Regions from separate parts of the Mus musculus genome. Here region 2 is linked to region 1. The links are chromatin contacts, called in public HiCAR-type maps. All regions are on one chromosome and are shown on one strand. Each heading gives the region's core, a stretch centred on a gene start, on an enhancer-like site or on the middle of the called end of the contact. The rest is flanking DNA. Distances are from core to core; before and after follow the strand shown.

What was found. HiCAR-type assays count read pairs that join an accessible place to other places.
Region 2: a contact with region 1 is called in a HiCAR-type map of kidney, with 5 times the contacts expected there. The contact joins two enhancer-like sites. A contact is called at or near these places in 25 of 39 promoter capture datasets (the 3T3-L1 cell line, 3T3-L1-derived adipocytes, the C10 cell line and 15 more), 1 of 15 datasets of contacts at CTCF or cohesin (stem cell-derived epiblast-like cells), 3 of 484 Hi-C or Micro-C datasets (the G1E-ER4 cell line and embryonic stem cells), 22 of 115 datasets of contacts at active chromatin or transcription factors (astrocytes, craniofacial prominence, embryonic basal ganglia and 15 more) and 3 of 9 other capture datasets (adipose tissue, embryonic stem cells and liver).

Annotation. Positions count from the first base shown.
Region 1 is chr3:130,051,821-130,054,546 of GRCm38.p6, reverse strand. All of the region lies in intron 1 of Sec24b (Sec24 related gene family, member B (S. cerevisiae)), which reads left to right. Among named protein-coding and RNA genes, the nearest start is that of Sec24b, 7.7 kb to the left of the region's middle. Within about 2 kb of position 1,421, at least 56 of the 459 cell types and tissues checked have an H3K27ac peak or open chromatin away from gene starts, as enhancers often do. A contact at or near this core is called in kidney, where this site is marked.
Region 2 is chr3:130,683,928-130,686,627 of GRCm38.p6, reverse strand. The region is part of intron 1 of Gm36373 (a long non-coding RNA gene); the gene reads left to right. Among named protein-coding and RNA genes, the nearest start is that of Gm36373, 7.4 kb to the left of the region's middle. Within about 2 kb of position 1,402, at least 11 of the 459 cell types and tissues checked have an H3K27ac peak or open chromatin away from gene starts, as enhancers often do. A contact at or near this core is called in kidney, where this site is marked.

The sequences.
Region 1 (2,726 bases), core at 172-2,671:
GACTTTTGAATGTTCAGTTAAGATTGTGATCTGAGCCTGGGGTGCTGGTGTACACCTTTAATCCCAGCACTCGGAAGGCAGAGGCGCCTGGATCTCTATGAGTTCAAGGCCAGCCTGGTCTGCATAACAAATTCCAAGAAAGCCATACTTAGACACAGAGTATGGTACCTACAAAGATAGATAGAGCTCTATCTGGCATGCTAGAACTGTAGCCATTCTTTCTGGAGAGAGATGAGGGGTTTGAAGTGGCAGAGAAAGTCAGTAACAGAAACATGGTTGTATGCTGTCTAGATGAAGATACCACGAGGAGCCTCCAGAAGGGAAGGGGCCAGTGTGGAGTCTAGCCTTTGCTCTAGTAAAAGTCAGTCCTGAATTCTTTTCTAGGTTTTACAGCCTAGTAAAACCCATCTTAGTCTGTTCCTCCAGAAGTGCAGGAGACACTCCTGAGGTTTCCTGTTTTCCTCTTGAAGTGTGTTGTGTGATCTAATAAGTGCCAGGTACAGGAATTCTTGGCGATGACTTAGAGTCTAAGATTTTCGAAATCACGATTTCTACGAGTCAGGCAGCAGACCTTGAAAAGAGGCAACCCAGCCTTTGCATGTGAGAGTTTGAAATTAGACCTGTCCATGGGAAAAGGAATGTGGGCAGCTTCTAGAAGCTACAAAGGGCAAAAGAGCTCTCTCTCTTGAGGATCGGTTACTATGTAAGCAACATTAAGCTGCATCCGCCCAGTGTCAGGGAATGCTTTTCTTCAGGCAGAGCTGTGCTGAGATCTGAAGAGTGGTTAAGGAAAGGTCAGGTGAAGGGAGGGTTTGGATCCTGGTAGAGATGAGCTTTGTAAAGACTTGGAGGTGTGGAAGCATGGCTTGCAGAACAGCGGATGGCTTGTCAATGTTTGGGATTGTTTGCATCTGGTTTTATCACCATTCTTGAAAGCTTTGATCACGTGTCTATAGACACTGTCACACTGGCCTGCTTCAGACGCCTTTGCCAAGTCAGACCTCTGTCCTTGTTAGCCTCTGGGCCCCAGGGGTCAGGCTCAGTATGCTGTGGCTTGTTGTGTGTGGTGTGCAAGGCATGCACGTTGCACATCTTTCCCCAGGCCAGCACTTGGTTTGACTTCTCATCAGCAAGTGTTCTCAGTGTGGCACACTCAGCTTTGGTTTCTTGAGCTTGGATGCAAAGGACTTGGTGTGCTTAGACCCAACAGTTGACAGTCAACGTGACAGCAAGGCAAACTGTGACCCAGGAGTCAGGTCAGGGAGGGCCTTTGACTCTATTTTTATAACAAATTGCCACAAATTGACTGCTTGAAACAGTCTGAATTTATTATTTGTAGGTGAGAAGTCTAGTTGGGCTAAACTCAGATGTCCCTGCAGGATACTTTTGTTCCATGGCTCTAGAGCGTTTCTTTGCCTTTTCCAGCTTAGAGGCTGCCCACATTCCTTGGCTCATGGCCCATTTGCTCTGTATTTAGAACCAACCATAGAGTAATTCCCTAAAGATTTTCATAGTCAGGCCTCTAATTCTCTCCATAGTTAAGGATAATAGAACTATTTTAATAGATGTCTTCAGATTAATACCTTAATGCCATCTATAGTCTTAATTCTCCTCTGCCATGTAGCCTTACATGTACGCATGCGTGTGTTGGGGGGCAGGTATGGAGGTCAGTTGACATCTTTGGGACATCAGTTCTCTCTTATCACATGGGTCCCAGGGATCAACCTCAGATCACAAGGCTTGGTAGCAAGTGCCTTAACAATCTGAGCTGTATTACTAGTCCCAGCTTTGCAGTCTAATTTGCTGACCATCTTATCCAGAGGCATTCAAGCTCCACAGGCGACCCTTAGCTCAGGGCTTCCTGCCTGCTGTCAAGAGTGCAGAGTGGGGAGGTTTGTCACCAGCTCAGGAGAGGAGAGTCAAAGCTTAGAATCCGGTTTCTAATGCATGTGTGTACTCTTGCTATGTGCTTAAGCAAAATTCTTCTTCCCTTTCTGAGACGAGAGCTTCTCTGTGCAGACCTGACCGGCTGGGAACTCCACTGTGTGGACCAGGCTGGCCGCGAACTCCCAGAGCTCTATGTGCCTGAGGGTTAAGGGCTGATAGTGTCTGCTTGGGTCTTAGACTGTGATGCTGAATAAGAAATGGAAAGGAGCCTCCCACTCCTGCCCCAACCCCTGCTGGTCAGACAGTGGTCCACTTCCTCCCCTGCTTTTCTTTCATGGACTGTAAAGTCGTCTTTGAGCTGTCACGGGCACAGTTGCCCGGGCTTGTTGGACTGGTTGAGTGGTCCTACAGAGGCGTGGTATTTCCCAGTATTGTACGGGAAATGTGGCAGGAAAGAGCCAAGTCGGCAGGTAAGCAGAGGACAGGTATTTACATAGATTTGACTTGTTGTCCTCATTGTTCCTTCTGAAAACTGTAGTGGCAGGACGTGAGTGAGTTATGTATTTGAATGTGTGGGGCTTTTCACATTTTATTGTTAAGGTAGTGAAAGACTTCCAAGATTTGTTTTTATTTAGTCAGTTGTCTCAGGTGAATTGTAATTAGGTAAATAACCTATTGGGGGAGTAAATTGTTAACTTAGTAGTGTATAGACTCTGAATTATGGAAGTGGATATTTGTCTCCTTTACACCTGATTATAAGTTATCGTTGTGTTGGCTATAGAACATGTATTGCATGCCCCCAGATAGTTTCTCCTACCTTATTTAGTAATTATAAATAA
Region 2 (2,700 bases), core at 153-2,652, 630 kb before region 1:
CATTAGCAAAGTCTATGCCTGTCCCTCAGTGCAACTTATAGTTAACATGGCATTTTAGTTCACTGAGATTTGGAAAAATGTTTTCATACAGTTTTCTTTTGCAAGCAAGCTTATTTGACTCTACCTAAATTGTGCATTTGCACACTTGGCTTCTTTGGCATGATGTAGCATCCATATTGATTTTAAAGAACTGAGGCACAAATAAAACATTATGTTCATGAAGGTGGCTCATGTCTTCAGCCATGAAGTTACAGTGAACTTAAAGACGAGAACCTTTTATTAACTAATGAGAGCCCAGCAGTTGTGATAAGCCACTTTAGATGATAACTCAACACTCTCAGGAGATGTTTTCGAACACCCAGCTCCAATCCAGGTGGCTTGGGTGTCAACCCAGCAGATGTGTTTACGGCAGATGGTCCACAGGTGGCTAGGGCATAGATTGGATGAATCTTCTTGGAGTGTAAGAAAAAAAAAATCTCTCAAGCCAAGGTTCCTACCCCGGCAGGGCAGGTAACCGGAAGACCTATTAGGCAAGATGATTTCAGGACAGGAGAAATGTAACCCCAACTCTTAGATACTGAACAGGATCACTTAATTCCCAGCCTTTGAGCCCCACTTGCCAATGGTATTTCATTTGACTGGTTATGACTGTGTACTTTTGGTTAAAATCGTTCAGATAAAATTCACAGGACACAAGCCCAAGTCCTTGCCATGGTCCCACAGGGAGCCTATATGTCCCTTCTTAAGAGTCCCTCTGCCCCCGTAACTACTGACCTCACCTCCTAGTCTGCTGGTTGGCTTCATTCGACTGCTCACCTCTGGTCGTGACATTCATAGCCAGGCTAGGGGCCTCACTCTCACGCTACCTGAGTGGCTCACGCCCTTTCCTCTTCCAAATACACGTTTTACAATGAGGTCTTCCTTTATCTCCCATTGAAAAATCAAGTCTCCCCTGTTTCTATAGCACTTGCCTCTCTTTAATGTGCTTCATAACCGACTTGTTTGTTTATCTAGACATGAACTACCTGAAATCAGAGGTGCAGCTTAGTGTGTGGGACACAATACACGCTCAATAGCTCTTCAGTACCTGGCTGCATTAAACTCGTCAGGAAAATACACTCAAGAACGGGTTAATTGACTGAGTAGCCCAGGTTAGTTGGCGTCATTTCTACTTTTCCTCTTTGGTGGATTTCTTATTTCTTAGCCCCACCCCGTTTAAGGCTGGCAGTTGAATCTGGGACCCCACAAGCCAGGGAGGTACTCTGCCAGCTTCCTCCATCGTTCTTGAACTGACTCTGAGTACTGGCATCCTTGGTTTGATCCGCACATGCCATTCCTCTGACTTCCTGTAGTTAATCTCAAGGGTTTTCACTGTTTGCTTTATTTCAGTGAGCGCCATTGGTAGAGGGACCAAGGCTATGCAAGCCTCATGGTAAATCAAGCGCATAGTACACACATCACCAGGATAGGGCTTCTTTCTTCATCCAAAATGCTGAGTCACGTAAAGTTTTATTTGACAGTAAACAGGCTTCCAACTAATTGATCGTCATCTGTGTCACTTGCGTTCCATGAACACTTAGTGAATTGACAGTCACCGTGATTTTTGACAGCATTTGTGTTTTGTTCTATTTTGTAACCTGGGTCACTTCTTCTAAAACAAACAGTGCCAGGCTCTGTTTGTCAGTTAATAATCTGGGTCTGTTACTGTTTCATGGATATTGGCAGAAAACTTGAGACTTCTGGGTCAAAGACAAAGGACTTTGTTACAGCGGAGCAAGCAGCGTGGGGACAACACTCGCCAAGCCCCACAGGGTAGTGATAGATGCTGCGCACATGGGTAGCTGGCTCCTAGCTGCAGAACACTGAGTTTAGTGATGTGCTGTTTTATAGTGTGTGGAAGGGAAGGGAGGCAAACCCATACTTTGTCCAAGAGGGACAGTTATCCATCAATGTGGTGGGCTGCAAAGACAGCCCTAAGAAGTGGCCTGGGGAAAGAGCAGCCACGGTGTCACATGCCTGGCAAGAAAGTGCAGGGCTCCTCAGACCCCATAGCTCTGGCCTTTCCCTATTATAGTCAGATAATTGGCTTTGACACTAGTTCACTCTTAGAAGCCAGCCCAGACAGGCTCAAGGCCCTGCTGTGTCCCTTTCTATGTGGGAATTTAAACAAATACTTTCCATTCCCTTCTGTCTTCTCTTCTTTACAGTGGTGCCACCCATCCCATTGATTGGCATAGTGTTGTATGCTGTCCCTCGGCCTACATGAACCGGGTACACCCGGGAGGCAGGCTGGGCTGAAAGACACTTAGACTTCGAGAAAAGATAATGAAGCCAAGACAAAGGTTCTGATCAAGGCCCGAGAGTTTACTAAGAGACCTTGCTTATAAGGGGGAAGCCCCCCTAACCCCCGCCAGTCCATTCTTGGTGCCTGGAGCCATTCTGCCAGCACTTGGTCGCCAGGCTGGTTGCTTATTCAGGAATGCCTCAGGAAGACAGGTTCAACCTCTGTTCCTTCTGCAGGTAGCAGAAGAGCAGGGCAGTTGTCACTTCAAAAGGAGCCAGCCAAGTTGGAAAGCTGCACCGCAGGTGGCTCCACCTCATTGGCGACAAGGTCTGTGCCAGCCCGCTTCAGGCTGGGGGAGGCTACAGCCTAGGATAAAGGAGAAACTGCAATAGGTATAGAGGGCTGACGTTGTCCAG